Linked DNA regions of Mus musculus: regions 1, 2 and 3 are each linked to region 4. A link is a contact called in public Hi-C, HiChIP or PLAC-seq and promoter capture Hi-C data. All regions are on one chromosome and are shown on one strand. Each heading gives the region's core, a stretch centred on a gene start, on an enhancer-like site or on the middle of the called end of the contact. The rest is flanking DNA. Distances are from core to core; before and after follow the strand shown. Region 1 holds the start of Gpx1 (glutathione peroxidase 1). Region 2 holds the start of Ip6k2 (inositol hexaphosphate kinase 2). Region 3 holds the start of Poc1a (POC1 centriolar protein A). Region 4 holds the start of Mapkapk3 (mitogen-activated protein kinase-activated protein kinase 3).

Region 1 (2,700 bases), core at 32-2,531, 1.0 Mb before region 4:
CACAGGACACACAAACAATTCTGATATTCAGCACTTTATTCTTAGTAGTGAAACCACCTTTCATTAGGTGGAAAGGCATCGGGAATGGATGGGACCAGCGCCCATCTGAGGGGATTTTCCTGGAAATCAGGTGTTTCTCCGTGCAAATTTAGAGGAAACACCATCATGGAAGAACCGCCCCCCAGAGTGCAGCCAGTAATCACCAAGCCAATGCCAGGGCCGCCTTAGGAGTTGCCAGACTGCTGGGACAGCAGGGTTTCTATGTCAGGTTCGATGTCGATGGTACGAAAGCGGCGGCTGTACCTGCGCACGGGAACACCGTCGGGGCCCACCAGGAACTTCTCAAAGTTCCAGGCAATGTCGTTGCGGCACACCGGAGACCAAATGATGTACTTGGGGTCGGTCATGAGCGCAGTGGGGTCGTCACTGGGTGTTGGCAAGGCATTCCGCAGGAAGGTAAAGAGCGGGTGAGCCTTCTCACCATTCACTTCGCACTTCTCAAACAATGTAAAATTGGGCTCGAACCCGCCACCAGGTCGGACGTACTTGAGGGAATTCAGAATCTCTTCATTCTTGCCATTCTCCTAGGGAAGACAAAGGCATTTATTTATGTGCTAGGATTTCGGAAAGAATGTGCTTTTTAACTGCAAAACAGAGGTTTCCCGATGAGTCACCAGGAAGTTGCCCTCCTTGTATAACCGAGGATAGGCCTGCATTCCAGCTGTAGTACCAGAGGAGAAAGTAAGCGGTGTCCCGCCCGTGGGAGCCTAGAGCCCAAGGCCACCCATCTCGCCCCATATACCTGGTGTCCGAACTGATTGCACGGGAAACCGAGCACCACCAGTCCACGAGGTCCCAGACGCTTCTGCAGATCGTTCATCTCGGTGTAGTCCCGGATCGTGGTGCCTCAGAGAGACGCGACATTCTCAATGAGCAGCACCTTGCCCCGCAGGGAGCCCAGGCTCACAGGCTCCCCGCCCGTCAGCGGGCGCGCGGAGAAGGCATACACGGTGGACTGTGCCGCCGCGGAGAGCCGAGCAGCACACATACTGGAGATGTTGGGACTCAAACGTGGAATCCGTACTAGCGCTCACAGGGCCCTGCACCTCCTTTTAACTGGATGGTGCTGAGATCACGTGGCATCGCTTTCTTTCCGGCTGGCAGCCAGCTCTAAGTCTCAGGGTCCCGCCTTATCCGGCCTCTACCCTCCCCCCATCGAGGAACAGGGAAGAGGGTGCGGCCGGGCTAAAGCGCCTGGAGGTGCCTAGGGCGGGTCTGGTCTAGCTCCTGTAGCACTAGTCTGGAAGGAAGCTGCTTGCTTAGGCGGGGATCTTCCAGCTCTGTCTTACTCAACCGTTTCTTAATTAGTCTAGAGTCCCGCCTAGGAAGATGGCCTCTGGCAATAACAACGGCTAAAGCAGCTCACGCACAGCTCCCTTATATTGTGTAACTTTACCCACACGTTTCTAGTCATAAGGTTATAGGGTTTTAAAAACATAAGTTTAATTACACTTATTGTTTAATTAAATCGAAGGAGCATGCATGTTGAGGTCAGAGTTGGTTCTCTCCTTCCACTCGGTGATAATTTGGGAATTGAACTCAAGAGGAGCTGCGTCGCATCAGGTGGCCAGTGTTTTGTTTCTGAGACAAGGTCTCTACAGAGCCCTGGCTCGCCTGGAACTCCAAGTGCATGTTTTCGTTTTGTTTTGTCTTGGGGGGTGTCTCCATCTCATCAGTGTTTCTGTATGCAGTCTTGGCTGTACTAAGGCTTGTTCAGTAGCCCAGGCAGGCCTAGAACTCAAGAGATTTACCTGTCTCTTTGCTTTCATCCCGAGTGCTGGTACTAAAGGCTTGTACCACCCATGCCTGACTTTTTTTTAGTAGCACTAACAGCGCTATCAAAGGCAATTTCTTTTGGTTGTTTTTGTAAGGGTGGACAGCAGTGCAGGACTCCCTGCTCCAGACTCTAACCTAGCTCCTCTCAGAACACGTGCTTCTAGTGGTCCTAGATTCCTGCCCCCAGTGCAGTTTGGTCTTAGTCCAGAAAACCCAGCCCCTCATGTCCCCTCTATGACATTCCACTCCACTTTTTTTTTTTTTTTTTTTTTTTGTCTTTTTTAGACAGGGTTTCTCTGTATATCCCTGGCTGTCCTGGAACTCACATTGTAGACCAGGCTGGCCTCGAACTCAGAAATCCACCTGCCTCTGCCTCCCGAGTGCTGGGATGAAAGGCCTGCGCCACCACACCCGGCTTCCACTCCACTTTTTAGATTTGAACGTGTCACAGGGAAACCACTTCCATGTTCTTGGGAGGAGACAAAAGGTTAGTCTAGAAGAGGGAGGGAGTAGGAGGAGCTGGTGCCATTCAAGAAGCCTCTCCAGGGGAGTCTTTCCGGCGAAAGCAACACACAAGAGAATACAGGAAATTTAGAAAACTGCCTTTATTCTATTAGTTGGAAAAATTAACTGGTACAGAAAAATGTTTAGTCAGCTGGAGAGAAGAGACCCCCCCACCCCCACCCACTGCCACCCATAAGAACTGGTGGCTCCTCTGGGAGGCAACTTGGATACAGTGTGGAGAAAGGAGCACTGTGACTTAGAGCCAGACCCTGCAGTCCAGGTGAGAAAGGCTATGCCACCTCCAAAGTATAACTGCCTCAGGCGGGAAACCAAATTCCTACTTAGTCCAGTCTGGAAAGG
Region 2 (2,700 bases), core at 107-2,606, 1.5 Mb before region 4:
ACCCTACAATTACACTCTCCACGGCAACAACTTGGTAAATAAGCATCTCCCATCTCTTAAAATGTTATCCCAGGGAAAGTGCAAATACAGCAAACATTTTAAATACTGAAAATCAACAACAATGCTGTCAACAAGGAAGGTCCTTTAAATTTTTCAAAATGTTTGTCTGCATCATATTTGCTGTTTCAAAACTGCCAGGGCTTCTTTCTTTTGGATCTTTTTATTTTCATAAATATTTATTAGTTGACAATTCCAAACATGTATACAATGTATTTTGACCATATCCATCCCCCTGGTCCCTTCTTATCCCCCTCCCACTGCCTCTGGATCCCTTCAGTACTTTTTCTTACAAATATTCGAAATTATTTTGTTCTTGCTCTATGTACATTTCTGCTAACAAAATGTTTATTTACATGCGATGACTAGCTCTATTTCCTTTCGCGTGTAAGAAGAGCCCTAGATTTCACCAGTTCCTACATTTTTCCCCATTTTCCCGCTAGTACAGCTTTCTTGATATTTGATAGAAATTAAAATCCTAAAAACGAATCAAGTCATTAGGAAGGATGCAGAAGATAGATGCAGTCTTGTTATCAAATATGAATAAAATCCCACTCGTGGTAGGAGCATCAGCATAAGAAGAAGAAAAAAGAAGACACCTTCTGATCCATTTTAAGATCTTAAAGGAGAAGAAGGGGAAAAAAAAAAAACCAATAAGGTTGGATGCGCAGATCACCCTCTCCCCCGCCTTTCCGGGATCAAAGAGGAGCTGACTGGCACAACTGACGTTCAACACCCAAAATGGCTGCACATCTGCAGGCCCAGGTAACAACAGTACCTGAGGATCCGGGCTGACCCTTCCATCCAAAGATAAAGACCCCATCCTCAAAGACCAGGGAGATCGTGGCCGGGGGACCTCTGTGAGACCAGAGATCCTGTCCTCCACCGGAAGACCCAGGGAGACCGCTTCAAAACCGGAGAAAGACACTGTCGTCGTCCCCCGCCCCCTCCCCTCCCCCGGTTCCGGGAGACCCTCCAATGCCGGGGGGAAGATTCTGCCCCGTCTCGGTGGGCAACGCTACTCTCCCCAGTAACTGCAAGGTACAATGGCCCCCCGTAAATAGGGAAGGGATGACTACACAAAAAAAGGGGGAGACCGCTTCTCAATGACAGCCATAGGACCCCCTTCACAAACCCAAGCCTCCCAGGGATCCCGGAGCCCGGCCGCTACCAGCACCGAAAACCTCTTCCCCTGAGCCCCGGGGTGACAGGGCCACGGGCCGGGCGGGGCGGGCGTTACCTGCGGCCACAGCCCAGTCCCGCGACGCTTCCGTCCTATTGTTTCTCTTCCACCAAAATGGCTGCGGCCGCGCTCAGCCCCGCCCCCCAACCTCGCTCCCAGGGCCCCTCGCTATTGGCTCGCACCCGAAGCCGCGCAAGCGGACTGGGCGGCCTGGAAGACTGTTGCTAGGGCGCCGGGATTCGCTTGGGGCGGCTTCCTGAATGGGCAAGGGGCGGGAAGAGGCGGGGCGTTGTCCTGAGTGAGGAGGGTGGCCAGTCTGTTCTGGAGTTGAAGTAACTGATGGGCTGTGTGCCAAATGGATCGATTGCAGGATGCCTAGGGTAAGGGTGGATGGACAGACAGTCCTGGTTTGCCCCGCACTGGGGAGTTTCCTAGGATACAGGAATGTCAAGGCCAGTATTCATTCTGTGATAAACTGCAAAGCTGGTCAACCTAGCAGATGGATGGACAGAACTACATGTCGCTAAGATGGATAAAGGGATAGCAGCAGGGAACAGAGAGAATGACTACAGACGATAGACAAATACATGGCTCTATAGGAGGCCAGTAAGACGGCTCAACAGGTCAAGCCGTTGCTCTGTTTCTCTCTGGCTCTTTGTCTCTGTCTCTCTCTCACTCACAAACACACACTCACACCACACACACTATAATAATTTTTAAAAAATGTTTAGACAGGTGAACAGATGAGTGGACAGACAGACAAGATAAAAGCCAATAGAAGTCTGATCAGAGGGATGTATAGGGTCCTCGGTAAATTGATAGGTCTGGAGCATAGAGCTCATCCAAGACTCCTTTGTCTGGAGCCTGTGTCATTCAGAAGGTCTCCTGCATGAGTGAACGAGTGTCAGCGCAGCCAGGAAAGGCAAGGAGCACGATGGGAACCATGGGCATGGGATGACCTCCTTCTTGGCTATTGGCCTTTCTGTAAAGGATGCCAGAGTTGTAACCCTGCATCCTGGGCATTAGCAAAGATGTAGCTCATAGGTTTTTAAAACTGAAGTATTTATTAAGCACCTACACTCTGCAGTGAGTGCAGTAAACAGATTTTTTTAATCCCTGCTTTCTAAAGGTGGACAAGAGAAACTCCTATTACCAACAGGTTCCTCTTGGAATCGCCTTCCCTTGAGGCCTTCATGGCTCTGTGTTCAGTTCTGTCTAGTTTTTCTTTTTCACATTTTTTCCTCTCTGTCTATACCCACTTACCCCGGGTCGTGGTTTTGTTTTTAAAATATTAACTAATTGAGTCCAGATCCCTCTCTGTAGCCCAGGCTGGCCTCAAAATTAAGGCAATTCTTCAGCATCAACCTTCCTCTTACTGGGATTACAGGCATGAACCGAGAGGCCCAGGTTTCAGGTTTAAATGCCAACTTCATGTTAATCGACCCCAAAAGTGTTTGCCC
Region 3 (2,700 bases), core at 66-2,565, 1.0 Mb after region 4:
CACACACAACCAAACCACCTGAAGAGCTCCAAGGAACCCAGCTTGGGAAAGGATATTTCTATGATACAGCGAAGCCATTGCTATTCCACAAAGCTCTACCCCAAACAAAGGTGAGGCCCAGTGCCCAGCTCCACCCCCAAGCACACCTGCAGGTTCACGCCTTTTAACAGATGGCCTGGTAGTTCAGGGGTAAGAATCAACTAAGGAGCAAGGGCTCATTCCCTCTCCTGTCCTCACCAGAGCCTCTCAGAAACACAAGGGTGAGGAAGTGTCCATCCTAGGCTCAGTGGGCAGAAGCAGATTCAGGTCTGACTCCATCAGTGACACCCCTTCCCAATGCCTTCTTCCCTGAACAGTTTCCCCTAAAATCTGCGTGGAGCTAAATGTAAACAGAATATCAAATCGGCACTCAAAAGTCTGGTTTCTATTTCTACCCAAGTCTTCTCAGGTGCATCAGGTACCACCTGGCCCTGTGGAAGCAAATTCTTATTTAAAGGACCAATTTGAAGTCCTTTTCTGGAGTGGGGGGAGGGGTCAGAATCGAGCCCTGGACACACTGCAGGCTTCCGCTATCCCAGGCATCCCGATGGCCTACTGCTTCTACTTGTTGGAAAAGGATGTCACCTCCAAAAAAGACCTGTTGCTCACAAGAGGCCAAGCTTACGAGGCTCGCCCCAGGCCACGACAAGGGTCGGGCCTTGATGGTGTCTTCCTCAATACGCCGTACATTCCAGAGGCAGAGACTTATTTCTTCGTCCTGGTGGTCTAACATCTAGCCTGGCACCTGGGGTGCTAAGTCAATGCCCGGATCCACCCCGTAACCTTGGATGAGGAGGTCACCCTAGAACCCCGCGTCACCATCCGCCTCTCTCGCGGCCATTGTTCCAACCAGTCAGGTGCTCACTATCCAGGGACTTACCTGGCTGGGAGCAGCCATAGCGGGGCTAGCGGGCTGGTAGGACCAGCTGTGCCCCAAGTGCCAGAGATAGCTGGGTCGGCAGTTGTGCCAGTTCAGTTTCCGCGCCCCCAATCGCCACCAATAGCAACGCCGGTGGCGTCGCCGCGTCCCGCCCACCGCAATTAAAGGAGAAGCGCCCTAGGTTTTTGTCCGCCGACCGGAAGTCGGGTCGTTCGATAGGCGTCAAGCTCTTGTCCTCCCGCTCTTCCAGATGAGGTGACCCGCCGAGCAGCCAAAAGCCTCAGTTCGCTGTCACACTTTCCTCCTAAGAACTTAAAAAAAAAAATCTTAGATGAAGGTTTCGGCCCTTCAGCTCTAGCTCAGGTAACGGAGCGCGCAGCCATCGGGGAAATGAAGTTCTACATAGCACTTATACCCCACAGTCTTAATAAAGGTAGAACTACATTTACCGAGATGCTCCGGGGCGGGCGGAGTTTTACCATTATGAGTGACAGGCTTAAGTATCCCGGAAGGAGGATACTGACTGGCCTTGCTCTTGGCTTAAAACGTCCGATCAAGGCGCCATGGAGAACCAGGTTATTAGCGCCTTGGGACCCCAGAATGGTTCGTTCCTGCGAATACTCCTAAGTGTCTATTTAAAAAAAAAAAAAATGGAGTCATTCAAGAGTCAGAACCATGGTGCAGAAAGACATATGTTCAATTCTTAATTCTCTACTGGGTGACCTCAGGAAAAATGCGTCTACTCCGAGGGCCTGCCTCCGCGTTTGTCTTAAGAGGGGATGTGACTGCGGCCCGTCTTGCTCGGAACTCTTTAGCCTTAAGAAGGCTTTGGGTCGTAGCCTGACCTTAGCTCCAAAAAAAAAAAAAAGGTGAAAGAAGCAATCGTCGGGCGGAACCACCAGAGGCCGTCCTTTTCCACCTTCTGCAATGAAAGCAGCCGAAGCCCAGAGTGACCTGTGCATCTGACCTGAACTGGATGTTTTGTAAGATTCAAGAACCTTCCATCCATCATCTCTCCTGGGCCGGCCAACTTGTCCATACTCAAAACACTAATTAGGATCTGGCTGTGTCCTGAGGTTTCTTACCACATGCCTAGGCTTGAAACTGTGTCCCTAAATCTGCAGGGACAGTAAACTCAGAAACTGGCGTGTGGGGGAGTGTATTTGGACCTAAAAGAATGATTCATTGGTTCAGAGTGTATATGGTTCTCCCAGAGGACGAAAGTTCTATTCCCAGCTCCCATGTCAGATGGTTTACAACTGCCTGGAACTCCAGTTCTGAGGCAGTTCAACACCTCTTGTCTCCTGAGGCACACACACACACACCATTAAAAATAATTCTTTTAGTGTTTTGATGAGAGATACAGGATCTATATCTGATCCTATTTTAACTATGTTGGCATAGAATTGGTACCTTGACATTAGAAATGTTTAAGCTAATTTAACATAGGCAAGGTGAAAGTCTCAAGACAAAAATAGGTGCTCACAAATTCCCAGCCTTCCCATAAACAGTTTTCAGTTTTTCTCTTGTCAATAAGTGTGTCACGAGCACCCCATGCCAGAAACATGATGGTCACGTTTGTATATTCCTACAATGTCAAAATGAATTGCCTCTCAGGAAATTCCCAAGCTGTAGCAGTTTGCTGCTTTTCCAGATAAGGTCTCTCTATGTGGTCCTAGCGTTCCTTCCTCTGGCAGCCACAGACTTTTTATTTTTACTTTTTTAGGAATGTCATATGTAGGAATGTTTTGCCTACCTGTATGTATATGTACCATACTTAT
Region 4 (2,724 bases), core at 109-2,608:
CTGTTGGCCACTGACAGTTGCAGAGTGCAGCCCAGGCATCTTTGTGTGTGTTGTGGTGGAAGGCCGGACACAGCCTCCTTTGGGTGGGACAGAGGTCCGGGTGGCTGCAGTTCTGAATATAGTCTGTAGATGGCAGCAGAGACCTGCTCAGAGGGCTTGCCTGTGGCGCCGCCTGCTCTGTAGACTTGTGGGAAAGTTGGCTCAAAATATCTATGATAGGCTAAAAGGTGAAGGTCTAAGTGCAGAAGGGAAAAATTTAAAGCGAATAGAGGAATTGGATGGAAGAAATGGATTTTAATGTTAAGGCTGATTGATTGAGCCGGGCGTGGTGGCGCACGCCTTTAATCCCAGCACTTGGGAGGCAGAGGCAGGCGGATTTCTAAATTCAAGGCCAGCCTGGCCTACAGAGTGAGTTCCAGGACAGCCAGGGCTACACAGAGAAACCCTGTCTCAAAAAACCAAAAAACAACAAAAACAAAACAAAAGATTGATTGGTTTTTCGAGACAGAGTTTCTCTGGCTGTCCTGGAACTCTCTTTGCAGACCAGGCTGGTTCGAACTCACTGAGGTCCGTCTTTTTCTGCTTTCAGAGCGCTGGGATTAAAGGCATAGGCCACTATGCCCAGCTAATTTTATTTTTTAAAAACATAGCCTCACGATGTAACCTAGGTTAGCCTCACAATCCTCCCGCCTAAGCCTTCCTCGCGCTGCAATTACAGGTGTTCATCACCATGGCCAGAACTTGAACTTTTATTAGTTGAGATTCTTAGAACCTAAAGCTCAAATCACGAGGTGAAAAGTTGATGCAGCTGACCAAATGGGAAATCGAGATTTCTGATTCAAGAGCGTCCCAAGTGTGTTCAACTTACGGCTACGGGCTGTAAGTGGTCCAGGGAAGTATGAATGTGGCCCAATACATTTATTTGGAATGACAAGTGAATTGCAAAGTCAAAAGGTTAGTCAGGAAGTGCATAGAAAGGAAAGCTAGCCAGTTGTTAGACAGATGCCCTAAACCAGGAAATGAGTGGCGGGTTAGACAACAACATGCCAATTCCCAGGGCACGCTGACTAAACATTCAAAAAGTTGAATTCTGAAACACTTAGCTACCTGGAAATTTTGGGAGTCTAAAACGCCCCCTGGCAGCTAGCAAAAAGAACACTTCACTCAAGAGCCCGCAAGAGAAACAAAATGTCTTGCGCTGTAACTTTTCTAGATCACAGATAAAATCCGAGGAGGCTGGTACAACAGTTGAAGGAGCTCCTAGCGGTGTCCCAGGGCGCTGCGAAAGTTACAGTGAACTTGACGAGGCCACGCCCCATTTTGTCTCGACTCAGAGGCGGAGTCTGCCAGGGGCTCTGCCCTGGCCTGCCCAACCCGGACTAGCCTGGCCCTTTAAGGTTGACCTAGCGGGGCCCCAAGTCTGAATGACGCGACGAGAAGCGGGGGTGGGGGGTCACGTGGGACGCGGGCGGCGAGACTCTGGGTCCAGGGCTCCGGTCCTCAGCGGACTCCAGGGATCACTATCTCTTGCCCACTCTCGCCTGCACCATGATTTTCGTGTAGTGCTTTGCCACCAAGTGCGCCTTCGCCTGGTCCGCCTTTCTTGGGTCTCTGTATGGCTGGTTCTCAAGACCTTGTTGCTATACAGCGCCGGACTCCTTCCTAATTTGACACGTGCCTGGGCTGAGGGATCACCTCCCCCTGCTGTACGTAAGTACTCTCAGGCAGTTTCCAGCTTGTCTTGGGCCAGGAGCCCAGTCAATCTAGTTCTGGAGAAACCAAAGCTGGGGTGTGTCCAAAAAGTCCCGGTGGGGAGTGACTCTTTCCCTTTCCTTCAGGTGCCTCTGGACGCGCCAGGCTGGGGCTACCTCCGAGCGCCCCGTGGGGGCCATGGATGGCGAGACAGCAGGGGAGAAGGGGAGTCTTGTGCCCCCGCCAGGTGCGCTCGGCGGGTCCGCCTTGGGTGGTGCTCCGGCCCCAGGTGTGCGACGGGAACCCAAGAAGTACGCGGTGACTGATGACTACCAGTTGTCCAAGCAAGTGCTGGGTCTGGGTGTGAACGGCAAGGTACTGGAGTGCTACCATCGGCGCTCTGGCCAGAAGTGTGCCCTGAAGGTTAGTGACCCATCTCTCTGAGGGCTAGGGTGACATGGAGGGTCCAACAGCAGAAACCTGTGGATGTATCTGTGTCCGGGGTCTCTATTAAACATCTACACATGGCATCTTGTTTTATTTTCAAACTCTTCCTCTAGCGTCAGACTCGTGGTCCTCTTAGCCTCACATACACGGAAACAGGCTGACCTACCTAAACTGAGGGTGTGTCCCAAAGAGCGAGGGGAGGAGTCAATGTGAGTAGAGCTGTTGTACCCGGAAGGCAGGAGGGTGTGGCTGTGCGCTCTGGTTCTGGCTTGGGCTTTGTGTTTAGGCCCAAAGGATGCTCTTAAATTCTTAGTTATCCCCTGCAGGTAGCTCCTTCTATGGGGATGCGGCTAAGTTTTCCTTAGGCTCAGTGCAGGGTTGTCCTCCTCATGGCCCCTGCCCGCTGAGGTGGGACCATGAGCCTCTTAGGGTGTTTTTTGACTACTGGGCCCCTTGAGTTGAGTTGGTGGCCTCTTGTGGAAAGGGGCAAGCTTTGCTCATAAGCTGACCCACCCTGGACAGACGATGGAGAACCACTTATCACATCATATTCAAGGTTCCCTAGAGGTATGGCACAGTGATGTG

The links. Promoter capture Hi-C pulls out the DNA fragments that hold promoters and counts their contacts. A called contact is a pair of places that touch in the nucleus more often than the background predicts. HiChIP or PLAC-seq counts read pairs in DNA pulled down with a chosen protein or histone mark.
Region 1: a contact with region 4 is called in a Hi-C map of neutrophils, with 6 times the contacts expected there. The contact joins the promoter of Gpx1 here to the promoter of Mapkapk3 in region 4. A contact is called at or near these places in 1 of 39 promoter capture datasets (erythroid cells) and 1 of 484 Hi-C or Micro-C datasets (neutrophils).
Region 2: a contact with region 4 is called in an H3K27ac HiChIP or PLAC-seq map of microglia, with 4 times the contacts expected there. The contact joins the promoter of Ip6k2 here to the promoter of Mapkapk3 in region 4. A contact is called at or near these places in 3 of 39 promoter capture datasets (liver and pre-B cells), 1 of 115 datasets of contacts at active chromatin or transcription factors (microglia) and 1 of 9 other capture datasets (adipose tissue).
Region 3: a contact with region 4 is called in a promoter capture Hi-C map of pre-B cells, with 3 times the contacts expected there. The contact joins the promoter of Poc1a here to the promoter of Mapkapk3 in region 4. A contact is called at or near these places in 3 of 39 promoter capture datasets (liver, neutrophils and pre-B cells) and 1 of 115 datasets of contacts at active chromatin or transcription factors (astrocytes).

Annotation. Positions count from the first base shown.
Region 1 is chr9:108,337,661-108,340,360 of GRCm38.p6, reverse strand. It overlaps Gpx1 (glutathione peroxidase 1), which reads right to left and starts at 1,281. Exons shown (of 2, transcript NM_008160.6): 1 at 803-1,281; 2 at 19-584. The coding sequence starts at 1,048. The coding sequence ends at 225. Rhoa (ras homolog family member A) reads right to left here. Exons shown (of 6, transcript NM_016802.5): 6 at 2,418-2,700.
Region 2 is chr9:108,782,468-108,785,167 of GRCm38.p6, reverse strand. It overlaps Ip6k2 (inositol hexaphosphate kinase 2), which reads right to left and starts at 1,356. Exons shown (of 6, transcript NM_001379600.1): 1 at 1,298-1,356.
Region 3 is chr9:106,279,676-106,282,375 of GRCm38.p6, reverse strand. It overlaps Poc1a (POC1 centriolar protein A), which reads right to left and starts at 1,315. Exons shown (of 11, transcript NM_027354.2): 1 at 920-1,315. The coding sequence starts at 937.
Region 4 is chr9:107,288,511-107,291,234 of GRCm38.p6, reverse strand. Mapkapk3 (mitogen-activated protein kinase-activated protein kinase 3) reads left to right here and starts at 1,358. Exons shown (of 11, transcript NM_178907.3): 1 at 1,358-1,710; 2 at 1,839-2,115. The coding sequence starts at 1,891.